Regions from separate parts of the Sus scrofa genome. Here regions 2, 3 and 4 are each linked to region 1. A link is a contact called in public Hi-C and promoter capture Hi-C data. All regions are on one chromosome and are shown on one strand. Each heading gives the region's core, a stretch centred on a gene start, on an enhancer-like site or on the middle of the called end of the contact. The rest is flanking DNA. Distances are from core to core; before and after follow the strand shown. Region 1 holds the start of RAB43 (ras-related protein Rab-43). Region 2 holds the start of CNBP (cellular nucleic acid-binding protein). Region 3 holds the start of EFCC1 (EF-hand and coiled-coil domain-containing protein 1). Region 4 overlaps CNBP (cellular nucleic acid-binding protein).

What was found. Promoter capture Hi-C pulls out the DNA fragments that hold promoters and counts their contacts. Hi-C and Micro-C count contacts between places; a contact is called where the count stands out from the background.
Region 2: a Hi-C map of liver shows a contact between it and region 1, with 6 times the contacts expected there. The contact joins the promoter of CNBP here to the promoter of RAB43 in region 1. A contact is called at or near these places in 3 of 5 promoter capture datasets (fetal skeletal muscle, liver and skeletal muscle), 11 of 47 Hi-C or Micro-C datasets (blood, embryonic fibroblasts, epiblast stem cells and 5 more) and 2 of 2 datasets of contacts at active chromatin or transcription factors (alveolar macrophages and skeletal muscle).
Region 3: a contact with region 1 is called in a promoter capture Hi-C map of liver, with 2.4 times the contacts expected there. The contact joins the promoter of EFCC1 here to the promoter of RAB43 in region 1. A contact is called at or near these places in 1 of 5 promoter capture datasets (liver) and 3 of 47 Hi-C or Micro-C datasets (liver, retroperitoneal adipose tissue and skeletal muscle).
Region 4: a Hi-C map of liver shows a contact between it and region 1, with 4 times the contacts expected there. The contact joins the enhancer-like site here to the promoter of RAB43 in region 1. A contact is called at or near these places in 1 of 5 promoter capture datasets (skeletal muscle), 6 of 47 Hi-C or Micro-C datasets (blood, embryonic fibroblasts, heart right ventricle and 1 more) and 2 of 2 datasets of contacts at active chromatin or transcription factors (alveolar macrophages and skeletal muscle).

What each region holds. Positions count from the first base shown.
Region 1 is chr13:71,593,853-71,600,353 of Sscrofa11.1, reverse strand. It overlaps RAB43 (ras-related protein Rab-43), which reads left to right and starts at 4,036. Exons shown (of 3, transcript XM_021069416.1): 1 at 4,036-4,382. The coding sequence starts at 4,185.
Region 2 is chr13:71,704,412-71,710,912 of Sscrofa11.1, reverse strand. CNBP (cellular nucleic acid-binding protein) reads left to right here and starts at 3,886. Exons shown (of 5, transcript XM_021069428.1): 1 at 3,886-4,510. It overlaps COPG1 (coatomer subunit gamma-1), which reads right to left and starts at 3,816. Exons shown (of 25, transcript XM_021069417.1): 1 at 3,661-3,816; 2 at 2,787-2,839; 3 at 2,256-2,336; 4 at 1,790-1,861; 5 at 1,529-1,608; 6 at 419-494; 7 at 83-175. The coding sequence starts at 3,697.
Region 3 is chr13:71,502,091-71,508,591 of Sscrofa11.1, reverse strand. EFCC1 (EF-hand and coiled-coil domain-containing protein 1) reads right to left here and starts at 3,760. Exons shown (of 8, transcript XM_021069408.1): 1 at 2,450-3,760; 2 at 718-1,001. The coding sequence starts at 3,154.
Region 4 is chr13:71,679,187-71,685,687 of Sscrofa11.1, reverse strand. The region is part of intron 1 of CNBP (cellular nucleic acid-binding protein); the gene reads left to right. LOC110256292 (a long non-coding RNA gene) reads right to left here. Exons shown (of 4, transcript XR_002337666.1): 2 at 6,154-6,256. Among named protein-coding and RNA genes, the nearest start is that of CNBP, 25 kb to the left of the region's middle. Within about 2 kb of position 3,392, at least 5 of the 83 cell types and tissues checked have an H3K27ac peak or open chromatin away from gene starts, as enhancers often do. A contact at or near this core is called in liver and skeletal muscle, where this site is marked.

The DNA of each region.
Region 1 (6,501 bases), core at 2,787-5,286:
CAGTTTCCAAAATGGCAACTCTGCTTACAGATGTGTCCATAGACTTTCTACCCCACGGGCCCTGCTGTGAGTCTAGAACAGCCATCTTCTCTTGTGCCTTAATACTCAGCACACAAGCCCCATCCGGGCCTCATAGTGCCCTCCTCAGCACTCCCAGCCTCCTGCACTCTGACCCCTGGCTCTTAGGCAATTTATAAACAAGGATAAGATTAAAAGGCATCAAGAGGCAAAGGGGCCAGTTTTGTTTCCTCACAGATCAACCTACCCCCACCCCATCCTCTGCAACATCAGCAACTCACCTAGTCCTCCAAAGCCCCAGGAGAGGCTGGGGTGGGGGTGGGGGGTACCCTACTTCCAGTAGTTGAGGCAGCAGTAGCTTGGGCTAAAGAGCAGACTGGTCTGCTGTGGTGGCTGCCCCTGCCCCCCAGGCTCTCTCATGGCTGCTCTCCTGCTTCACCCTCTTGTGCTATAGAGTGAAGGTCTCCTATAGGGCTTTTCTGCATCACCGAGCCAGAGTTTCTGTCCCAGGAAGATAAGCTGTGCTGCCAGGTCCCTCTGCCAGGCTGGTAGGACTCTGAAGACTGGCAGGTGTGAGGCAGGGGAGCAGATGAAGTTGGGGAGGTGAGTGGGTGTCCCCTGCGTCTGTCCCTGGCAGGCCTGCTTGATGGGGATAGGGGGCTGGGGGCCAACTGGAAGCTGAGGGGAGGAAGACAGGGCAATCCTCCAGGGGAGGGCATTGCACCTCGGGTGGGTGGCAGTGAGTGGGAGGGCATCCTGGGCCTGGTGGATGTTGGGGTCGGGGTGCTGAGAGTCCAGTGACCCTGTATTTCCAGTCAAGAGTCTCCAGCATGAACCTGGCACTGTTGGATGAATCGGGGCTTCTTTGGCCCATGGTTAGGCATTTGGGGGCTCTGGGAGAGCCAGCGGGATGTCTGACATTTCTCTGGCCACCAGGCAAACTGGGGCTGCCTCCTCCCCACCCCAGGAGCCTCCCCAGCCCAGCCAGCAGCAGCCAGGCCCCCTCAGTCTATAATTGCTGTGGCATAGTTTTGCATTCTTGCTGCTTTTAATTTTTTACAGCAAGCCTTCTTCTGTATTAAGATCACAGGATGTCATTCATGGCTGGTGTCTGGTCTTCGTGGTGTTTTTCACCTTTATTTCCGATTGGTGTCACTTTTTGAGCACTAGCTCCGGCTCTGCCAAATAAAACTCAGATAGTATTGTTAGAGGCTGTGTATTTAAATAATGACTGCAGAAGGAAAGGAAAAGAAAAGAGAGAAGGAAGGAAGGAAGGGAAGTAAGGGAGAAAAGAGAAAGGAAGAAGAGGCAAGAATTCTCACCACTTGGAGGAGTTCTGATCCTGAGCGCTGGGGTCACAGCCCCTGCTTCCATTTATATGGCAGCTAGGATGATGCCACCATGTGGCAGTAGCACAAACTGAAAATTCATTCAGCCCAACCACCATTAGCTTTAAGAATGTTAAATTCTTGGCACATTTTAAAAAATTTGGCATGTGCATTATTTGAAATTTTGGGCATTGAGACACCAATATTTTTTAATTATTACATTTCAAACAAGCATAATTCAATTTCAGTTAAAATGTCACTGTGCTATTCAGGAATTTACCACCAAAGAGAAGAAATGCAGATTTTTTTTTTTTTTAACAGCATTACTGACATATACTTTACATGCCACAAAAACCTATTGTAGGTGTACAACTTAATATCTTAATGAATCTCCTGAACCATGCAACGCTCATGACAGTCCAGTTTTAGAACAATTCCATCACCCCACAAATGCAAATAGTGGCTGGGTTTTCTGGCATAAGCTATACCTAGGCCAACCTCCCCCCTCCACCAACCCCTAGCCAGTTCCAGGCCAGACCAATGGAAAGGCCACTTCTGCTAGCCAGCTGCTTGTCCGGTGTACCCACAGCTGCCCAATCTTCTTCCTTCCTCTCCCCCTGCCTCCTGTTGGTGGGACCTCAGCCCATCCTGTCTCCTGGACCCACTTTTCCCTTCCCTCCCATCTGGTGCTGCAGGTGGCCATTTACAGTTTGAGGCACACATTGCTTTGTGGGATCCTGGGCTTTAACCTGTCCCCCTCCCCAGAGACAACCCAGCATGTGGAAGTCTCCACTAACTATCCTCCAGTCTACTTGGAGGGACTTGTGTCCTGTGGCTCCAATCTGATGTAACAAATCTGGGCTCCTAGATCTGCTTTTCCATGGCACTTGGGGGCTCCTTTCATTTGGGTGTTTCCCATGGCAGTGAAGTTCAGTAACCCTTCACCTTCTCTATCAGTCTGCCTTTGTGTCCTGGTCCATTCTCTTCCCACCTGGCTAGTAAAGCTGGTCAGGATTCTGGGGCACTACTGGTCCTGGTGGACTTGCTCTCCGTGGTCTCCTTAAGTTATGGGAAGGGTGTGGATTTTTCTCTGCTTTGGTCACTGATGTATTCCAAGGCCTTGGAAGAGTACCTGACCAGCAGCAGGCATTAATCAGATTTTAAAATTATATGGAATTGGAGGGCTGCAGCCCCTTGGTAAGGGGCTGCCTATGGAGGGCAGGACTATTCTCAGTTCCCTTCCATCTTAGTAACTGGGGAGCCTTTTGGGGAATACATCCTATTTGATCTATTTTAAGCTTCTCACAGACATCTAGGTCTCCTCTCTCTGAGGAGCCCTGGTTCACTGGTCCATCCCAGAATGGGTCTGTCCCTTCCACAGAATTCTCCCTGAACCTCCCTTCTTCCTCCGCTGAGAACAATCTTTTTTTTTTTTTTTTTTTGTCTTTTGAGGGCCACACCCGCGGCACAAGGAGATTCCCAGGCTAGGGGTCTAATCGGAGCTGTTGCTGCCAGCCACAACCACAGCCACAGCAACGCCAGGTCCAAGCCGCATCTGCAACCTACGCCACAACTCACAGCAACACTGGGTCCTTAACCCACTGAACGAGGCCAGGGATTGAACCAGCAACCTCATGGTTCCTAGTCGGATTTGTTTCTGATGAGCCAGGACAGGAACTCCTCAGGACAATCTTTGATGCTTATCAGGTGGGTCAGTTCCCCCTAGGCCTGTGTCCCCATCCTGAGATGTTTGGGCAGCTCCCTCTACCACTGTGGGCTGCCTTTTGGGCTTGGGATCCCCCACCTCCTCCTGGCCTAGCCTCCCACGAAATGGGTCTCCCACTTCCACTCTCCCAGAAACCTGGCTGGGGTGGGGGTGTCACCTTGAGCACATAGCCCTCAGGCCCCTTCCCCACAAGGATTCTGGCCCAGTTTTGTAGCCAGCTTAGTTTTTGGCCTCACCGAAGCCTTCTTTGTCTCCTTTTCCTTATTCAACATGGGAAAATGCCACCACTTATGGCATCCTCTGTTGGAGGGGATCCCTGTCGGTGCTATTGGTGTGAGCACTGGCTGTCCCTTCCCCAGAGATCCATCCTAGAAGAGGCCATTTTGCGTCCAAGGGCTAGGTTAACGTGTCTCAGAGACCTCACCTTCCCTCGAGTTCGCTCCTGAATGTAGGTCTGGGAGAGCTCAGGTAGGAGAGGCCAGGCAGGTAGGGGAGCCCAGCTATGGGCCAGGTCTCGGGAGCGGGAGGCATACAAAGTCTGTGGGCGCTAGGCGGGTGCAGGGAGTGGTGCTACTGGAGGAGTTGGGCTGTGAGCGGGATTAAGGGCGGAGCCGAGAAGTGCTAACCCGCTGAGGGCATCCCCGAGGGCTCATTGGCAATGGGGGCGGGACCGAGAGCCGGGATTGGGGAGGGGTCTTGCCGGGGTAAGGGTGAGGGGGGGTTCTGAAATGGATTCTGATTGGGTCTTGTCTGAGGGCGGAGTCTCATTGGAGGCGGTCCTGAGAGGCAGTACTGAGGCTGCAGTACGGATGGGGGCGGGGTCTGATGGCAGGCGGTCTGGGGGCGGAGTCCGGAAGGGGCGTGTCCTGGGCAGTACCCAAAGCGGCCCTGAGATCCGGATTGGCCTGTCGCTAAGTAGAGGGCTGGACCAGGCGAGTCCGGGGCGGAACCGCGGCTGCGGGGCGGGGCAGGTGGGGCGGGCCCGGGCATAGCGGGCGGTGGCGTCCCTTCTCCAGGTGTTGCGGCGCTTCCACGTCGCCAGGCGGTCCGCGGCTTGCGTGAGCCCAGGCCGCCCCAGCGTCCAGAGTGCCGGCCCTTGGGCTCCCGAGGCCATGGCGGGGCCGGGCCCTGGGGACCCGGACGAGCAGTACGATTTCCTGTTCAAGCTGGTGCTGGTGGGCGACGCGAGCGTAGGCAAGACGTGCGTAGTGCAGCGCTTCAAGACCGGCGCCTTCTCGGAGCGCCAGGGCAGCACCATCGGCGTGGACTTCACCATGAAGACGCTGGAGATCCAGGGCCAGCGGGTCAAGGTGGGAGTCCCGGCCTGGGCCGCCGTGCAGCCGGGCCCCGGGGCACTAGGGACGTCAGGACCCTGGAGGGTCCCCTCCGTGGGGCGGGGGCCGCGGCTAGTTCCCCGACTGCTCTGCAGCGGCCAGCGCCCCCGCTAGCCCCCTCCCCGTCCTCGCGTCCGAGCAGGCCTGGGCCTTGGCTTCCGTGCGCACAGCGCCCGCCTCGGGGTGCGTGGGTGCGTGCGCTGGGGGGAGTGCGGAGGGGGAGGCCCTGCCCTCCAGAGCTGCACGCCGGGGGGACTTTGCTCCAAAATAGCTTATCCAGCGCCGGCAGGCGGAGCGCCTAGGGCACCGGCACAAGGGGGGGCTCCTGGCCGTCCTGGCCCTGCCCCACCACGATCGGAGTCTCCAATTCGGCCCTCGGGTGGGGACCCTAGGCAGAAGGGGACACCCCCCCTCCACGACTAGGCGGGACCAGGAAGTAGTTGCTTGTAGGGCCGGAGGGCCAAAACTTTTTGTCAGAATTTCCGGCCTGGCCACGCCTCCCTGCAGTCTCTTTGTGGACCTGGTGGTGGAACTTTACTCGGCCTGGGCCAGCCTGGGTCCCCTCCCCCAGCTCAGCTCGTAGGAACTGAAAACTTCACTAGACACCGGAAGGTGGGGGAGAGGACCGAGCGCTGGCAATGGCTCCGCACAGAAACAGCGAGATGTAGCTGTCTCAGTATCCTAGCAATTGTTTGATAACTAACATTGGTGATTAATGAATCAGTTTCTTCACCTGGGTGCCAGCCTTCCTAGTAGAGCAAGAGACTATATTGTTCTTGCTCCGTAACTTGACTTAACTGCGCTGCTCGGAAATCCTTTCCTTTCTCTCAAGGTTTTGAGTTCCCACTTCCCCAGCCAGCGCCTAAGAGCCCTGGACAGGGACTGCACAGGGCAAGTGTCTCTCCTGTTATCTCCGTGTTTTCGAGTTGAGCCGGATGGTTGTATTGGGTCCCTTGAGCCTGCTGCTGTGGAGCTCAGCCTCCCTGGGCTGCTATAGGCCTGCTATCCGTTGCCTTTTGCCAGGATGCTTAGCTCTTTGTTTCTGCAAAATTGGGATAATTTCTGGGTGTTGCCTCCCTCCTGCCCCACCGTGGAGCAAAACTCAGCCAACACTCTTTACATGACCACAGTGCCTCTGGAGTAGATGTGACAGGAAGCAAAAACTCCCTCCCTGAAGGGTTGGTTTTTGTTTTCCGTTTTTGTTTTGTTTTGGTTTCTGTGTGTTTTTGGTCTTCTTAGGATAGAAAAAATAGAACAAGGTCTGGCAGGCAGCTTTGAGTCATTATTCAGGACCACCCTTTAGAGCAGGTGACGAGGGAAGGGCTGTGGGATGGGTGGAGTGTGTCCTCGGGTGAGTTTGTGTCCTGAGATAATGCCAGAGCCATGGGGAAGTGGCGAGTTGACGGATAGGCATAAACAAACCTGCTCTCCCTCCCCTGGTGGCTACGGTGGTCAAGGAGGGGGCAGGGTGTTCCTGTTTACCTGGCAAGATAACCTGTGCTGAGTGTGTACTGTGTGCTGAGCACAGGTTATGCAATGCAGGGAGGCACTTCGTGATTTCTTTTCCTTCTGATCACCTCCAGATTGTTCTTCTTGGATGGGACCGGGATCAGGAGAGCAGTGTAGGCATGGTAACTCCCCAATAGTCATAGAGGCCACCCCTCTTGAGAGTGTGTTGTGTGTCAGATGTTGACAGATGTGTTCTTGCAATTAACCCCACCTCACGAGGGAGAGGCTGCCCCAGGCACACAGCTGGCAGGTGACAGACCTGGACTTTTTCTTCCAGCTTTTCTGACTCCATGGCTTTGGGGGTCTTTCCCTTTTACCAGATTCCTTCAAATGTAATTGTCTGGAGTGGGAAAGCCTGTGGCAATCATTTACCTCCTCATTTTGTAGCCAGAGAAGCCTGAAGCCTGGGCACTGAAGAGGCTATTAATTGAAGCTGAGGGGCAGGGTGGGGTGGGTGGGGGCAGGTCCCAGGTTCTAGGTCCTCTGGACTATTCAGCAGGAGCTGGTTGTTTTTCCTCACCTGTAAAGTATCTCTGGGGTGTCTTCCAGTAGTATATTAAAAAAAAAAAAATCTAGTTTACTGCCG
Region 2 (6,501 bases), core at 2,637-5,136, 110 kb before region 1:
CCTTATGGGGTTTTTTGGAAAGCAACTGGATGTTTGTTCAGTATCCCAACCCACTCCCATGGCCCAGCCCCATGGGACCCACCAGGGAAGACACCAGGGCAGAGCTGGAGACGCTGGGCACCTTGTCCACAATAGCCTGCTTCATGTAGCGCTCGATGGCCTGCAGCATGGTGCTCTGGTGGGACAAGGGGTGGGGCAGGAGGCAACCTGTCAATCCCAGCCACCCTCAGGAGCACAGGGCACAGTGTGAGGAGGAGTGGGGACCCTGTGTGTCTCCTGTGTTCCTGAGCCCCTAGAACCCCCATCACCTGGCTGGGCCATCTGTTCAGAAGCCAGGGACAAGCTAAAGCACACGAAGGATGAGACCCAGAGGCGACTGAGCCGGGAAAAGAGAACAGCTCAGGTGTGGGAGACTCACGTCTGTGATCTGGCAGAGGGCACGCACGGCTGGACCACGGTAGTTATCTTCCTTCCCAGTCATGTCCTTGGTCAGACTGCAGGGGAGAAGGTGCTGTCCACATGCAGGGGCCAGACCCAGGCCTGTTCCCCTGGCCTGCACCTGGCCCACCACCCCCAGCTCCGACACCACACTCCAGTCTCCTGACCAGCATCTGGCATTGTTCATCCTTCAAGCCAAACTTCACACAGCAGAGAGATTTTCATAAAATTCAAAACTGACCGGGTCACTCCCTGCTTTGATTAAAACTTTCTGAGGCTTCTTATTGCCATCACCACCAAGCAAAAACTCATTAACAGGAGTCCCCAAAGAGCCATGTTCTCTCCCCTCAGGCTTTGGCACCTGCATTTCCCCTGCCTGGAACCCACCCCCCACCTCTGTCCCGATATTTTTCACTCATTCTTCAGGACTCCACTCAGTTCCAGGAGGCCTTTCCTGCCCAAAACTCAAGCTGGATATCCTCCAGCCCTTGTACATCCCCAAGGTCTTCCTAAAGGTTATTTCTCTAAATTCTGGGGATGCAAAGGCCATGTCTGTCATGTTTGCTGTTCTATTCCCAGAATTACACACAGTGGCTGGCAGACACTCAGTACATATTTTCTAAATGAAAGTACAACATCCCTCCAAACTACAGCAAGAAGAAATAAGAGCGCTGAGCCCAGCTCTTACAGGCAAGGATTATATTCTAGGCACATCTGTCCCTTGCATCACTCAGCCTAACACTCAGTGGGCAAACCAGTACTTAGCAAGTCTGTCTGTCTGCCTCGTGCATCCTTTATGTCTAATCTTTCTGCATCCTCTCTGGTACTCACTGGACTCTGTGAAAGCTCCAAACTGCCTCAGTCAACAAAGAGAAATCAAAGGAAGGAAAAGTGTTTGCCTAAGTTAAAGCCAGAGAATTAAAAGGGAAACCGCCCACCCTGGAAGCTGTTATGGTGGGCAGGGTAACTGAAGGACAAGGGAGACAGGAGAGGAAAGGTGGAAAGGGCACTGCCGATATGTCAAACTCAAGCCTCAGCTCATGAGAAGATGGCCTGTGGCAGTGGACTGCATCACAGACCTCTGACTTGCCTGCTGGTGACGATGATGACATCCTCTGCGATGCAGGACATCTCCTTGATGGTTAAGTAGCACATCCGACGGAGAGTGGGCTGGGCAAGAGATGCAAAAAGCCCTCTGACCCCAACTCAGTATGAGCACCAGGGTTAGGACAAGAAAATGCCAATTAAGACAGAGGCAGCCTCGGTGACTGGGGGGCCAGCTTTCCTTGGCCCTCCCACCACCTTGTCCCAGCTGCTCCCTTTGGAGGAGAGCAGGGGTGGGGGCACTTACATCATTGGACTGAAAAAGTTTGGTCATGGCAAAGAAGGCTTCAGTTGCTTCAGTGGTCCCCAGGTGCTCCCCCTGTTGTAATGAAGAAAGAGGTCTCAGCTTGGCACAGATGGGTCAGAAGGCTCTTCCTGCCAGATCAGCCCTGGCTATATCCTCAGATCCTGCACAGGCTCCATGAAGAGCAACACAGGAGGAATTCCCCGATGTCACAGCACATTAAGGATCTGGCACTGTCACTGCAGCGGCTTGAGTCAAGGGTTCAATCTCTGGCCTGGGAACTTTCACATGCCATGGGCACAGCCAAAACATAAAACAACAACAACAACAACAAAACCCAGTAACACATCAGAGGTAGATGCTGAGGGTATCTAGAGCTAGGCTGCTGGCTACAAGCACAAATGGGCCGTGCAACTCCCCGACATATACCCAGCACTGTTTTCCCCACCCCCAAGCCTCACCCTGTTACCTGGTTTATGAGGTAAAGGATCTTGGTGAGGATGTGGGCACATTTCCGAGGGTTGACGGGGGTTTCATTAAACACACGGGCCTAAGAAGAAGCAACCAAGAAAGACTACGATCTTCTAGTTCAATTTCTTTCCCTTCCATGACTACCCTCAAACACATTCAAGATTGGAGAAGTCCCAGGTAAATAGACACACTGGCCAGGTAACCTAATTTTCATAAGAAAGAGTTTTGTTTTGCTTTTTTCTTAATTCATTTATTAACAACTCCTGAAATTTTCCATATTAGCTGGTGATGTGCTTACTTAATGACTAACAGATACTTATAAAATAACTGGAAGGGGAAATGAAGACAAACAACAAAAAAAAGATAAGCATAATGAACTCTCTCCAGGAACAAAGTTTCCCTGTTTTTCCAAGAACAGGTTTTTTTCCCCTACTGTTCTTTAAACCAGAACTTTGAATGTGTTAGTATTTTGATCACTCTGAGTGTGGACATTTATGATGGAAGGGACAGGGGAGCAAATAACACTTGCCTCCTGGAGCACTGCACTCTTCTCGAGGTGCTGGAATGGGTTGGAACCTCCACCTATTGTCAGAGAACAGAGAGGACTGAGTACAGGTTGCGACTCTGAATTTCAAAATTCTCCCAGTCGCAATCAAGGGAAAGATGTCGCACTGTCCATCCAATGAAGTACCAACTTCTCAGAATGGCAATCACAACCTGCCAATAGATCCTGCCACTCTCCTGCAAGGGGGTTCCTGCCACTGCAAACCACTTCACCCAGCAGCCCTGCACAGTCCTCCTGTGCCTCTCATAGTGCCATATTTTCATTTATGCAATTGGTACTTAACCGGGTCCCTACTACGGGTGGGACCACCATCTCCCAGTGATTAGAATTTCTTCATAGCAGGTGTTATGCTTGTAAGTTATACAAGTGATTATTTGACTGATATCTGTCTCCACCACTATGTCTGTGACCTATCTAACATTCCCGACTTGGGCACTGAGTGTGTCACTTGCTCTACTGCAGTGACAGGGCACTGAAAAGGGCCTGGCTCCTCAGACCACGTCCCAGTGCAGCCAGCACTAACGCAGCCCCAGCGAACCCTCAGAGAAGCACTGTTTTCCCCACCCGGCCCCTCCTTGGACAGAAGGGGAAACTGAGGCCCAGAGAAGCGAGTGACCCGTCCAAGGTCACTCAGAGAATCGTGGCTGGAGCTTCCGAGTGCAAGGCAATGGAGCATGCTCAGGCTCTCCGAGGCCTGTTGCTGACCCGCGACGGACCTCACAGAAGCCGCTGTTCCTCCCTGGGCCTCGGGGCAGGACAGAGGCCCCAAAGGGGGCCCGGTGGGGAGGGTGCTGGGAGTCTGCGCGGTCAGGCCTCCCCCGGGCCTGGCCCCCCTCACCCGATTCCTCGTCCTTCTTGTCGAATTTCTTCAGCATGGTGGTGCCGGCGGGAGCGCGAAACAGCACTCACAGAGGGACCCTGCAGCTGGCAGCGACAGTCCGGTAGCAGTTCAGCTCCAGCCACTTCCGGCTGGCCACGTCGCCCGGCGCTATGCGCAGGCGCACTCCGCGATCTGCGCATGCGCACGTGCCGCCGCCGCGTCGGGCGTTAACCCCGTCCCTGCTGGGGAGAAGCCGGGGCTAAAACTCCGGACCTTACGGCCTCCTCCGCTTATAGACGTCCACGCCTCACCGCCTGGTGGCGCGAGTTTAAACGGACTCCCAGAGGCGAGGCCCTAGCACTCTGGCAGGAGAGGAGGCCCACCTCCGAGATGCTACATGTCTTGTCACTTTCTCCGGTAGGCCTGCCAGCCTCACCTCACTTTCAGCCCCATTCCCGGCCGGATTTTTCTGCCTAGCCCGAATGGTCGTCCAAGACACTATATTCTATTCGTCCTTGATTGCTCTTTTACTCCCTGCCGTGGATGATGTTGGCGCACGGTACATGCTCAGTAAATTGTTGCTTGAAATAACGCATGAAGTGGCTCTTACAATTCACCTTTGCGCACCGCGCTCACACCTGCTCCAGGTGCGAACCATTTGGTACCGCGTTAACTTCCAGGGATCTAACTAAACTGAGATCTACTTATCTACTGCGCAGCAACTTCAATGTGCTCTTTCAATCTTCGAGTATTTTGCCAGCACCTATTGGATGCGTCGCCTAGCGCTGGGGACTGGAAGGGACTGGAAGGGAAAACACGGCGCCCCGGGTCACTCTCCGCGGATCTGTGAGGACACTCCCGGGCCAAGGTCAGGACTTGCGCGGCGGCGGGCAGAAGTCGGCTGGCCGGAGGGGCGGTGTGGAGGGAACCTAGATGAGCCCGGGCGGGGGTCCAGGTCCTGGGGTGGGGGCGGTTAGGGCGGGGCCCCCAGGTGATGGGGAGGGGTCAACCTCTGGGTCTGGCATTGCAGAGGCTGAGGCTCCTGGCTGGACGCAGCGGAGTGACGGGGTAGCGCGGCGAGGGAAGTGCGAGTCTTGCACCAAAAATTGTAAAGAGCCAGAAAGATGAGCAAAATCTTTAACCTCTAACCCCACCCCTTGTCCGTAGAAAATTCTCAAGAGTTAAGTTGCCCACTGCAGCAGTTTGCAGCGAGATAATCGGAAACACCCTAAATGTCCAGCAATAAGTGGATGATTAAGGGAATTGTAGGACGTCCATCGGATGCTGTCATCCACATCATTTATAAAGGGATATTTCTGATGACTTGTGAGGCAGTATCCAAGCTTCTTATATAAAGTGAGACATCAAAAGGGAAAAGCAAGGTGTAAAAGAGTTCATAGTTAAGGTTAAATAAACATGGCTCGTGATTAAAAACCAGAAAAGAACCCCAGAGATTTGGATTGTTAAAAAGATGAAATATAGATGAATTGTGTTGAGTTAAAATATCCTTTCAGAGTGTGATATGAATTCTGTAAAATCACATACCAAGGAAAATTTTTATAATACTAATTTTTACAATGAGAATTGTGTGTTGTGACTCCAGCTCTGTGTATAAGCTAATATATAATTATAGGGTTTTATTGGTTTTTTTTTAACTGTAATGTACATTCTTCATGATAATTGTTAAGTCCTTTGTAGAAACAGAGTACAGAAAGTATAGGAGCAATTAGGGAACTCTGAATAAGATTTGTAAATTGGATAATAGCAATATCCTGATTGTGATAATATTTTTTATTAATTTTACTAGTTTTTAAAAAATTGAGGTATAATCCTCATACCTTAATGTTACCCTTTTATAAGCGTACAGTTCAATGATTCTTAGTATATTCAAAAGGCTACACCCATTACCACTAATTCCAGAACATTCTCCATCCCTCACTCCTCCCCCCCAACCATTGATCCGTTTTCTGTCTGTACGCATTTGCCTATTCTGGATATTTCATGTAAATAGAATCATGCATTGTATGACCTTTTGTGTATCTGGCTTCTTTTACTTAGCATAGTGTTTTCCAGGTCCATCCACATCATAACATGAATCGGTACTTCACTCTTGTTAATTGCTAAATAATATTCCATTTTACGGATACATATACATTTTGTTTATCCATTCACCAGTTAAAGGACACTTGAGTTGTTTCCACTTTTTTACCTCTGTAGATAATGCTGTTATGAACATTTGTGTATAAATTTTTGTGACATGTTTTCTCTTGAGTAGATACCTAAGAGTAGAAATGCTGGTGGTGTGATAACTCTGTTTAACTTTTTGAGAAACTGCCTGATTTCCAAAGCATCTGCCCCATTAAATTTTCCCATGAGCAGTGTATTAAAGGTTGTAATTTCTCCATCCTCAACCACACTTATTGTCTTTGTGTTTTAGCAATTATAGTGGCTGTGAAGCGGTATGTCATTGTGGTTTTGATTTGCATTTCCCTGATGGCTAGTAACATTGAGCATCTTTTCAGATACTTTTGGCCATTTGTACACCTTCTTTGAAGAAATGTCTGTTCGAATCCCATGCCCATTTTTAAATTGAGCTATCTTTTTTATCAAAGAGTTATGAGTTCTTTATATTGTATGGATACTAGACCCTTATTAAATGTGTGATTTGTGGAGTTCCCGTCGTTGCTCAGCAGAAATGAATCTGACTAGCATCCATGAGGACACAAGTTCAATCCCTGGCCTTGCTCAGTGGGTTAAGGATCTGGCGTTGCCCTGAGCTGTGGTGTAGGTCACAGACAAGGCTTGGATCCTGCGTTGCTGTGGCTGTGGTGTAGGCTGGCAGCTACAGCTCCGATTCAA
Region 3 (6,501 bases), core at 2,511-5,010, 91 kb after region 1:
CCTTGTGATTTGAGGGGAATGAGAGCTTTGCTTACTGAGCACCTCAGTGTCCAGGCAGGACCTCACTGCCTTTTTATGGCCACCCTGGCAGGTAGGGACTCCAACCTCCATTCCACCAAAGAGGAAACAGGTACTCCCAGAGTAGCAGTGACTCGTCCAAGATCACACACCTGTCAGGGGCCTGGCCAAGATTTGAACACTGGTCCCAAGCCCAGCTTCTTGCCTTGGTGCAGCTGACACAAGAGATCACACATCTGTTTCCTCACCTGCAGAATGGTGACACACCGGTGCTTACCTCACAGGGCAGGTAGCTGTGAGGATTGAGTGAGTTAAGTCCCTTTAGTGTTTAGATCAGAGTCTGGCATGCGTTAGGTGCTCTGTAACTGTGAGCTCTTATCATTATCATTGCAATGAGCAAATCAAAGAACAAATAAGGATGTACTATTGTGGCCCCTCAACAGGAATATGGAGGGACTTTATGGGTGAACAGGCACATGAATGGATGGGTGAGTGGATGGGTTGGGGGGGATGGATGGAGGGGTGAGTGGGTGGGTGGGGGGATTGATGGGTGGGTGTGAGTGTGATGGATGGATGGGTGGGTGAGTGGATACCTGAACATGAGAACAACCAGGGGACCATGAGAATGAGTTGGAGGAAAGCACACCTGGGGTTTGGGAGAACCTGAGGTGATCTGGGGCTCATGGGCCTCCCGCTCACCTGTAGCGCCGCAGCTCACCCTCCAGCCTCCGCACCCAGCGCTGCAGACCGGGAACCTGCCGCGCCAGCGCCTCCAGCTCGCGCACGCGCCCTAGGCTGCGCAGGACAGCCTGCCGGGCCTCCTCCGCTCGCCTCCGCACTTCGGCCTGGCCCCTGCGAAGCCGCACAGCGTGGGCCTGGGCCGCCGCCAGCGCGCCCCTCGCCTGCCGCAGTTCCCGCGCCGCCGCTTCGGGCCCGCTGCGCGCCGCCTCCTGGGAGCCCGCCTGGCTTTTCCAGAGGCCGACCTGCCGGGACAGGGCAGCAGGGCAGGAAGTGAGCGCCTCGCGTCGGACACCAAGACCCGGCCCCAGAGCGCGAAGGCAAAGCATGCTTTCAGCGCGTGTGCTTTCCGCGCCCTGGACCTGTCTGAACTCCTTTAATCCTCACCAGGCTCTACGGATGCGGGAGCTCTCCTCCTCCCTTTTTAATGGATGAGGGCAACGGAAGGGCCAAGCTTGAATTCTGTTCTTCGCAGGGTTCCAGTGAGTCCCACATGTTCCCACTCTTCTCCGTCTGCCCACTGCCTTGGGGCACTCCCCTTCACCCCCTCCAGTGCCCCTCCACCCCCTAGATCTCGGGGCACTTCAGGCGCCCCATATGGCGTTTCAGCCCTCTTCACTGCCTGCTGCTAGGCTGCCAGTTCCTTGAGGGTGCGGTTTTCTTCCATCTTGTTTACTGCTGTGCTTCGGCGCCTGAAACAGGCCTAGCATACGCTAGGTGCTAAGTACCTGGAGAATCCTGGAGATCCTGAACGATTTTACTCCACATAATAGGAGTATTTTTCTGCCCCAGATTTTGCTTCTCCGATGCCCGGCCACTACCAGGGCCACTGAAATCTGCACCTTGCACCGCTGTGCACTTTGCAGCCTCTCTCTACCCCTCAGAACTGTGACCCTAGGCTGTGTGGGTAGTGGGCAGGGCTAATACAAAGCCAGCTCCCTCCTAGTCTTCGATCTCTTGGGGCAGAGGCTGTTCCTGGCCCCGTTTGGCCCCTGCGCTCCCCCCCCCCCATTGCCTTTGGCACACAGCTGGGCAAACACAGTGTCCAGGTGTTTGTTGACTGAATCCCAGATGCCTGGACTGGATCCATGCCTCTCTCTGTGCTTCCTTCTCTATATTCCACAGTAGGCCTGGCCCGCCCAGCCTGGGTGGCCAGTGCCTGCCTAGTCAACAGTGATACTGTCTATTTAGCAGGGAGACACCAGGCCTGGACCTGAGCAAGGCCCACCAGTGTTTGTTGAATGAGCAGAGCTGCCTGAATACCTCCTTAGGCAGGGAGCTCCTTAAGGGTGGGGTCAGGGCCATCCTAACACCTTATCTCCTAGGCCTTGTGGAAGCCTGATACAGGCAGAGAGTTCAAGAGGCACATGTGAGATTAAACAGGTTTCCTGCGGGATCAGAGGACCAAGATGAGATTGGGTGTGGGTGGGATGTTTATCTGAGTGGTACTGGGGTTTTGCAGGATGGAACGGGTGATATGAGTAGGGGTGGGGACTGGAGTGGGTTGCAGTTGAACGGGGTGCCACAAGCACAGGATGCAAGCAGGCGGGAGTGAGACTGGCTACCCTTTCCCCCCTTCTTCAGACTCTGCTTAGTCCGGGGCTCTGCATCCAGACCCCTATCAACGCTCCCACCCCATTCTATCATTACTCCCTGCCTGCCTCCCCGCTTCTGTCCTGGGACCCTTGCGCACCTGCAGCGCAAGGCAGCGCGCGTCACTGCTCTGCAGCGCGGCCCTCAGGTCCTCCACCAGCTCGCGCAGACTGCTGTTTTCCTCCTCCAACCTGGCCAGGCGCTCGCTATCCTGACCGCTGTCGGGGCTGGGCGTGCGGGGAGCGCGACGGCGGCGGCGCGGGCGGCGCAGGCGGATCTGTGTCTCGATGTGCTCGCTGAGAGCACCGCGGGGCAGACGCGGCCCCGCGCAGGTGCCAAAGTAGCCGCACAGGCGCGCGTGGAACTGGCGGAAGGTGAGCTCGGGCGGCTCGGCGCGCAGTGCCAGGCGTGCCTCTTCCTCCGCGTCATCGTCGGTGTCCACCCCAGCGGCCGCGTCCTGGGCGATCACATCCCTGGAGTTCGTGTCTTCGACGGGCGTATCCACGGCGGCCTCCTCGGTGGCAGAGGCTCCGTCAGCCCGCAGCCCCAGCACGGCGCACAGCGCACGGAAGTCGGCACGAGGCAGGCGGCCGGCGCCGCGACAGTCCAGGTGGTGAAAAACCTCCTGCAGATACTGGTCCAGGCCGGTGGCCAGCACCACGATCTCATTCTCTACGCCGCGGTCCAGCCCATAGTGGTGCGCCAGGGCGCTCAGCAGCCACTGCGTGCGCCGCGCGGGTCTCTGGTACGGGTCGCCCGCCGCGCCTTCCACGCCGGCTTCCGCGCCCGGGCCGCTGAGCTCCATCGCTGAGCGTCGCTCCTCCGGCCCGCCGCCCCACCACTTCCAGGGGCGGCTCCAGAGTTTCTCGAAAGGAGGGGCTTAGCGGCGGCGGTCTGCTTGGAGCGACGCCGAGGGCCGTGTCCGGCAGCTGCTCCGTCCTGGCAGGGCGTCTGTGTTTACCCGGGCTGGACTGAAGAGGGCTCGGGAGCCATGAGACCCCCGCGGGGCCGCTGCTGTCTGATCACCCTCCCGATCTCGCTTCCTTCGGTGACCCCGGCACTCTTCTCCCCTCATCACTCCCGGGCAGTTCCTGGCATCTCCTGTTTTCCTTCCATTCCGGGTCTGTCGGCCTTCAGTTCCTCCACGTTTCGTCCACCGGCTTTATGCAGAATTTGCCCAGAGACCGGAGCGAGGGGTTGGTTCAAGATAGGAAGCTGGGGAGCGGCTGGAGGGCTGCGGCCGGTTGCTGGGGGCGTGTCCCCACGCCCACGAGTCACTCCACCCCATCTTACCACCAAGCTTTCCAAGGGCAGCCAGAGCTCTCTGGGGCCGCCCTCCACCATCGTAGGTGCGGTGAAGCCCCTTCCTCTTAAATTCCGATGCGAGATTCCCAAACCCACTTATAATTCCACCACGGACTGCTGTGGTAACTGGACCAGAGGTAAAACAAGGTTGGAGATGCGTCAGGCCCAGCCTGGTGGATGGAAACCCATCTGAGCCGAACCCTTGCTCTGTCAGCTCTAAGGAGGGGCGTGGGATAGGAAGTGGTGGTCTTCAGGCCTCCCGCCCTTTTGTGTGGGGGATGGTGTTGGCCAGGTGACCAGAATTCCACCTCTGAGCTGCATTAGGCTCCCAGGTAGATGTTTCACCAACATTTTGTTTGGTGCCTTAGAGCACCTTTCTGGAAAATGAAAGAAACAGCCGCCTCTCAGGTGAGTGGAAGGCTGCCTTTCCTTCCCCCCTCCCCCTTTTTAAAAAAAAAAAAAAAACTTGATAAGAGAGCCTTAGAGCTGTCCTAACCTGATACTTGCACTGGGAACTCATCATGCAATTTCTTCAGCTCTCTTTCGCTCTAAGATGGGGGAGAATCTGGCCTCCTGTACAGCTCTAGGAATTTAAGTGTTAAATCCTAGAATTTGAAAAAGCACTACAATTCCGTCCCTCTGCTGCAGCAGCCCAGAGAGCACTTTGTCCGTTTGGCAAATTTTTAGTCCTTCTTGAAGGCTTTGCCCAAGGTACGCCCCTGCCAGGAATGAGTCAGATGCCCCCGCCACCCCCATTTTGGACATGCATTCACAATTATTAACATAGTAACAATTTGACAAAAAGTTTTTTAAACTCCACTTTTTGGCTTCTACCTTAGGAAAACCTATGTCCAGGATGTTCATTGCATCATTGTTTATAATAGCAACAGGAGACAACGTGGTGTCCCTCATACAGCAGCCAGGATGCATCACTGAGAAAGGATGAGTGAAGAAAGCAAGTTGCAGTATATTGCGTAAATTTAATACAGACTAACCTAACAACAAACCTACACAGAGCAGCTTAAATATTTTCTATGAAGATGTGTGTATGCAAGAGCATAGAAAATGGAAGGACTCCCAAAATGGATTCAGTGGTTGTTTCCAGGGGTTGGAGGTGTTTGTCTTTTACTGTAACATCTCCTTTTTTGACAAATGTTTTTGTTTGCTTTCTTCAAGGGGGAAAGAGTTTGTCATTTACATAGCATACAATTCACCCATTTAAGGTGTATAAATACATGGTTTTTGCATATTTATAGAACACATGACCATCATCACAATTTCATTTTAGACCATTCTCATCACAGGTCCCCCAAAACTTTATATTAGGTAGCCCACCGCCCCCACAATTTCCTACCCTCCACTCTCAACCCCCAGCCCCAGACAACCACTCTTAGTTTCTTTGGATTTCATTATTCTGAACATTTTGTATAAAATGGAATTATACAGTAAGTGGTCTTTTATAAGCGGCTCCTTTTTTTTTTTTTTTGTCTGCACCCTTGACATATGGAGTTCCTGGGGAGGGGTAGAATCTGAGCTGCAGCTGCTACCTATGCTGCCTATACTGCAACTGCTCCCACGGCACATGGAGGTTCCCAGGCTAGGGGTCCAATCGGAGCTGTAGCCCCCAGCCTACACCACAGCTCACAGTAATGCCGGATCCTGGACCCACTGAGGAAGGCCAGGGATTGAACCCGCAGCCTCATGGTTCCTAGTCGGATTTGCTTCCACTGTGCCACTATGGGAACTCCAACACTAGATTCTTAATCCACTTTGCCGTATCAGGGTGCCACCTCAGAGACAACACCAGATCCTTAACCTGCTGCACTAGGCAGGAATTCCATGACTGGCTCCTTTCTGAGAACATGAACAATAATGTTTTCAAGATTTGTCCACATTGCTGTTGGCATACATTTCATTGCATTTTGTTGTTGAGTAATATGTCACTGTATGGATGGACCACATTTTGTTTATTCATTCATCTGTTGGTGGACACTTGGATTGTTTCCCTCTTTGGCTCTTATGAATAATGCTGCTGTAAACACTCACATACACATTTTTGTGTGTTCATATATTTTCATTTCTCTTGGGTAGATACCTAGGTGTCAGATTGCTGGCCTGTACAGTTGTTTTATGTTGAACTTTTGAGGGACCACCAGACTATTTTCTAAAGTGGTAGCACTATTTTCATTCTTACCAGGAGTGTAATTCATGTTTTTTTTTTTTTTTCTTTTTTGGCCACCCCAAGGCATGTGGAGTTCCCAGGCCAGAGATCAGATCTGAGCCTCAGCTGCAACCTATGCAATCCTTTAGCCCAATGTGCTGGGGCGGGGATTGAACCTGTGTCCTGGAGCTGCAGAGATGCGGCTGATCCCATTGTGCAACAGTGGGAACTCCTTCATGTGTTTCTTGATGAGTAAAGGTATATGGATAGATGTTTTCAATCCTGGACGCCTCCAAGCCCCCTTCCCCGAGCCCCCCCCATCTCAATTCATGGTGCCTCCCATCTCCCTTGGTGAATCCCTGCCACCTCAGATTCTTTTCTCACTTTCACACCCATTTTCCTGTCAGTCAGGCTGTCCAGTGCTCTACCGAACTCAGCCCTAATCTGACCCCTTTTCCCAGCTCCACTGCTATCCCGGACCAAGCCCCCAGCATCCCTCACCTGTATCACTACAACAGCCTCCTTCCAGGCACTGCCCTTGAACTCCCATGTCCGTCCTCCATGGCTCTGAGGCCCAACACAATGGGCACCCACATGTCCTGTAACCTCTGTGCCTTCACCCACCGCTCTGCCTCCCTCACTGACCTCCTCACTGTTCTGACTCACCTCAGGGTGTTTGCATCTGC
Region 4 (6,501 bases), core at 2,143-4,642, 86 kb before region 1:
AGCTAGCACATGCTGGTGTTCAACTCAGAAGCCTGTCCCTGGGCCCTGTGTCCCTGTGGTAGTCAGCTCACCCTCTCTGGGCTCTCACAGACCTCTCCTTTGACCTCTCTGCACATGGATGACACCCCTGCGCTTGGGCTGCCGTGCTGAAAGGTGGGCAGGAGAGCTGAGCTAAGGGACAGCCTTGGGAAGTGCTTGGGAGAGAGCCTTCACGACTACTCTCTGCGTGCACGCGCACACACAGACACACACAGACACACACACACACGCCACATGCAAACACAGGCACGCACACATGCATAGCTGAGACAGCATGGACAGGAGTTCCTTAAATTTCTGAATGAACTATTGCCTAGTTTGTGCCAGATGCCCAGCAAAGTGTGGAGACAAAGTTTAGTGCATTGCAGCCCTCTGCCTTGGTCTCTAGGACACACACAGCCATTCATAATGGCAGGGAATCTAGTGTTTCAGCTACTTATTGCCAAAGCAAGCTGGTCAAATTTATTTAAAAATGGTTTTGGATTTGCCATCAGTCTGCCCGCTGGGCTGGGCTCAGCTCGGTGGTTCTCCTGCCCTACCTGTCACCTCCTGGGGCTGGAAGGTCTTCACTCACATTTCTAGCACTTCAGCTGGAATGGCTGGAACAGGGCACCTGGCCAGCTCCCTTGGTCCTCCGTGTGGTCTTTTCATCTTGGTGGCTAGACCTCTTTGCAGTGTACCCTAGGACCTCGAGAGACAGTGTCCCAAGAGGACAGACCCCAGCATTCAGGACTTATCATGGCTCTGCGCCTGGCATACTTGCTCATGTCCTGTTGGCCAGAGCAAGTCCCGTGGCCACACCCTGAGTTTATATGTGAGGGACACAGAAGAGCATGGATCCTGGGACTGAGTGTCACTGGAGACCACCAGCCTATTGACCCACCATAGCTTGGAGCAGCACCACTTACAGCAATAAACGGACTCCCCATGGACCACCAGGAGGAAGCTGTTTCTGTGGCTCTAGAGATGTCAGACAGGATTTCACTCATTCACCACTTTAACAAGGATGTCTTGAGTGTGCAGGTGCTGGGAGTCGGTGTGGACAAGATGGATGAGCTCTTACTTCTGTGGATATCAAATAACCAGTATGTGCTGATGATAAGAGCTGTAAGGAAGGTAAATTAGCATAATGGAGTAGAGAGTGACTGGGGTTGAGGGATGGATACTTTAGCCACGTGGTCAGGAGAGGCTTCCTTGGAGGGGTAGCTTAGCCACGACATAAATATCGAGAGGGAGCCAGCCGTGTGGAGGGCCAGGTAAGAAGTTTCTAGAAAGAGGGAACCAAGAGGAAAGGAATGAGGCAGGAATACACCTGGACTAAAGCTCAGCTTGATGTGTTTTAGGGACAGAAGGAAGGCCAGGGTGGTAAAGGGTAAGAGAAGGGAAGTAAGGTCAGAGGGAGCAGGCAGGGGCCTTGCTGGGCCCTGAGTGCAGCCCTGAAGTATTAATTGTCAGGAGCTGTGTCTCGTGCCCATGGCCCTGCCCCTTCCACATGTTGCTCTGCATTTCCAGACCCATTCTGAGAAGCTAGCTAGATCTGGGGGTTGCCAAAAGGTTGAGGGCGCACAGAAGGAAGTTAAAAAAGATCCAAGTGATTGGGAACTACCGTCCCTGAGCTGTAAGTTGGGAGGCAGTGCAAAGATCTCCCCCACCTCCATCTGACACAGAGACACCCTGCCTTGAGACAGACGCAGGCCTTGTTACCCTTTTCTAATTATAACCAACATTTGTTTTCATGTACATCATCCAACATCATCCTTGCATCCAGCCAGGGAGAGACGTCCAAGGAAGCAAACATTTGAGCAACCTTGGTGCTCAATCTTGTGCAACACCCTTCTGTGCATTATCTCAGTTCACCATCTCCCCAACCTTGGGAAGATTTTACTCCTATCTCCATCTTGCTGAGGGGGAAATAGACTCCAAGTCACAAGAAACAGCAGAGCTGCAACTGCAACCTGACTCCGAGTCACAGGCTCCACTCCCCACTCCGTGCAGCTCTGTCTCACAGCAGGGCCTGCCCTGGGCAGGTGGTCAGGTTGTGCATGCTCCAAGAGCTTCATCTCCTACAAGGCTGTGCATGAGTCGGGATGAAAAGAAGGACTGGAAAAAAAAATGCTTATCATGTTACCTTGAATTTGTCTTCTCTTATCAAACTAGAACACCTGGAGTACACCCTGAGCAGATAGATAGGGAGAGGGTATTACACATACATATGTAAAAACTTCCCTGTGTAGTTACTGGATCTGTTGCTTTAAATTTAGGTGTTTTTTTGCCTGAATACGTTGCTAGACGTTAAAGAAAAAAATATCGAACATGTTACTTGAAAATGTAACTAATACATTATTTAGAAATAAACTTGGGGAGTTCCCGTCGTGGCGAAGTGGTTAACGAATCCGACTAGGAACCATGAGGTTGTGGGTTCGGTCCCTGCCCTTGCTCAGTGGGTTGACGATCCGGCGTTGCCGTGAGCTGTGGTGTAGGTTGCAGACGCGGCTCGGATCCCGAGTTGCTGTGGCTCTGGCGTAGGCCAGTGGCTACAGCTCCGATTGGACCCTCGCCTGGGAACCTCCATATGCCGCGGGAGCGGCCCAAAGAAATAGCAAAAAGACAAAAAAAAAAAAAAAAAAAAGAAATAAACTTGGAGTTCCCATCATGGTGCAGTGGAGGTGAATCTGACCAGGAACCATGAGGTTGCGGGTTCGATCTCTGGCCTCTCTCAGTGGGTCGGGGATCCGGTATTCCCGTGAGCTGTGGTATAGGTCACAGACGTGGCTCAGATCCCAAGTTGCTGTGGCTGTGGCGTCGGCTAGCAGCTACAGCTTCGATTTGACCCCTAGCCTGGGAACCTCCATATCCCATGAGTGCAGCCCTAAAAAGCAAAAACCACTCCCTCCACAAAGCCCCAAAAAGCCTATCCTGTTTCCTGACTTTTAGAAATATCTATATATTTCAAAAAGGAAATGCATGTATCTCCATATATATATAGGTGTGTGTGTATGTATATATCGTTATGTAGTCATCTTTAGCACAATTATAAGTGCAATATTTGCATGTTGAAAGTGTTCAATATTTAAACATTTAAAATATACCACAATTTTGAAACCTGATTTGATATTTCTTCATATTCTAAAACCAAATTAGAAACCAACTCCTGAGAGGCCCCCCCTGCTCTAGCTGATTTGAATCATATCAAGTCGAGGATTGACTTTGTTTTTAAAATTGCAGAGCAAGTGACCTCCTTGGGTTATGTTCAATATGCAGTCCATGTTTAGACCTGGCACAACATCTCCGCGGGCAGTAACAGTCCGCTAGCTTGGCAGGGACAGTCCTGTGCCTCTGTTCTGGAGCAGCCTGCTTCAGATCCTCTCCAATGTCCCCTCCACAGGCTGTCCCAGCACCCCCTGCCCCCAGGTGGGGCTGTAACCAAGCCTAAGCCTGCATCCTTTTCACCCTCACTAACACCAAGCTCACGCATAGGTCCACATGGTCTCTGATATGTTTCCAAAGGTCAGCAGCTTGAGTTAATATTTCAGAGATGACCCAGTCAGCTAGTCTTTAAAAGAGAGACTGACAATGTATGGAACAGGAGAAAATATTTGTACACGATGCAACTGACAAGGGCTTAATCTCCAAAATATACAAACAACTCATACAACTCAACAACCACAAAACAAACAACCCAATGGAAAAATGGGCAGAAGACCTAAATAGACATTTTTCCAAAGAAGACATACAGATGGCCAGTAGGCACATAAAAAGATGCTCAACATCACTAATTATTAGAGAAATGCAAATCAAAAGTACTATGAGGTACCACCTCACACCAGTCAGAATGGCCATCATTAATAAGTCTACAAATAACAAAAGCTAGAGACAGTGTGGAGAAGAGGGAACCCTCCTAACACTGTTTCTGGGAATGTATGTTGGTGTAACCACAATGGACAACAGTATGGAGGTACCTCAGAAAATTAAAAATAGGATCCCACTCCTGGGCATCTATCTGGACAAAACTATAGTTCAAAAAGATACATGCACCCATGTGTTCATAGCAGCACTATTCACAATAGCCAAGACATGAAAACGACCTAAATGTTCATCAACAGATGAATGGATTAAGAAGATGTGGTACACATACACAATGGAATACTACTCAGGCATAAACAAGAATGAAATAATGACATTTGCAGCAACATGGATGCAATGAGAGATTTTCATACTAAGTGAATCAGTAAGTCAGAAAGAGAAAGACAAATACCATGTAATATCACTTATATGTGGAATCTAAAATGTGGCATAGGAATTCCCATTGTGGCTCATCAGGATAAGAACCAGACTAGTATCCATGAGGATGCCGATTTGATCCCTGGCCTCTCTCAGTGGGTTAAGGGTCTGGCGTTGCCACAAGCGGCATAGGTTGCAGATGTGGCTTGGATCCTGTGGCTGTGGTGTACGCCTGCAGTTGCAGGTCCTATTCCACCCCTAGCCTGGGAACTTCCATATGCTGCAGGTATGGCCCTGAAAAAAGAAAAAAGAAAAAAAATGCAACACAAGTGAACCTATCTACAAAACAGAAACAAACTCACAAACATGGAGAACAGACTTGTGATTGCCAAGGGGGAGTGGGGAGGGAGTGGGATGGATGGGGAGTTTGGGTTAGTAGATACAAACTATTATATTTAGAATGTATAAACAATGGAGGTCCTACTGTATAGCACAGGGACCTATAGCCAATCTCCTGGGATAGACCATGATGGAAGATGATATAAAAAAGAAGAAATATATATATACATACATATGTATGTATAACTGAATCACTTTTCTAACACAGAAATTGGCACAACATTGTAAATCAACTACACTTTAATTTTTAAAAATTTAGGAGTTCCTGCTGTGGTGCAGTGAGTTAAGAGTTTGACTGCAGAGGCTAGAAAAAAAATTATATCACCACACACCCTTCTCTATTTCCATCCCCTTAAGTAAGAAATATTAACATCCTGAAGTGCTCAATTCATATTTTTTCCTCTATTTTTCAGATATGAACAGTAGATTAAAAATATACTTTTTTTTTTTTACAAAAATGGGATGCTATGTACATTTCTTTCTTTCTTTTTTTTTTTTTTTGTCTTTTTAAAAAGGGCCTCACCTGGAGCCTATGGAGGTTCCCAGGCTAGTGGTCTAACCAGAGATGTAGCTGTCAGCCTACACCACAGCCACAGCAACACAGGATCCTAGCTGCATCTGCAACCTACACCAAAGCTCATGGCAACTCGGATCCTTAACCCACTGAGTGAGTCCAGGGATCGAACCAGAAACCTTATGTTTCCTAGTTGGATTCGTTAACCACTGAGCCACGACGGGAACTCCCATTTCCAACTTTTTTGCTTCTCAAAACAATGCTGCAATAAAATGGAAGTCTACATATATTTTTCTGTACTTATACTTTTTATTTTCTTTTGGTTTGGTTTGGTTTGGGTTTTGTCTTTTTTGGGGCCGCACCCACAGCATGTGGAAATTCCCAGGCTAGGGGTCCAATGGTAGCTGTAGCATCCGACCCACACCACAGCCACAGCAACACCAGATCCAAGCTCCATCTGCGACCTATACCACAGCTCACAGCAACACCAGATCCTTAACCCACTGAGCAGGTCCAGGGATTGAACCCATGCCCACATGGATACTAATCAGTCTCGTACTGCTGAACCACAATGGGAACTCCTGTATTTTTAAATTTTTAAATCAACTTTTTAGTGATATCATGTCATGCAATAAAAAGCTCCCATTTGGGGAGTTCCCCTATGGCTCAGCAGGTTAAGGATCCAGTGTTGTCACTGCTGTGGCTTGGGTCGCTGCTGTGACATGGGTTCAATCCCTGGCCCCAGGACCTCTGCATACTGCTGGTGCAGCCAATAAATAAATAAATACAAAATGAAGTAAAATGCTCCTATTTTAAGTAAATGAGTCAGTAAGTTTGGAAAAATGTATATGTCAATGTAATTACCAACACAACCCAGATATAAAACTTTCTGTCACCCCCAAAAGATCCCTCTTGCACCTTCACAGTGAGCCTTTCCTCCACCGCCCATGCAGCTTCCCGTTTCCTGGGACATCACGTACCTGGGATCAGTGTGTGGACACCCAGGTCTGGCTCTTTCACTTGGCACAGTGCCCTGGACATTTGTTCACCTCATGGCTCACCTCAGAAGTTTCTTCCTTTTCACTGTAATTTTGAGAGAACCAAGTGACTTTCCAAAAAGGTCACTCCTGGCCACGTTCCTACCAGAAATGAACAGGAATGTCTTTTTCCCTGAATCTTTATAAGCACTGGGTGTTTTCTTTCTTTTCAGTTTCTGCCAATCCCACTGATGAATCTGAGTATCTTGTTATTGCCCAGATTTGCATTTCCCTGACTGCTGAGGTTGTGCTTCTTGGATTTCCTTCTTTGTAAATTGTCTTTTCATGTTT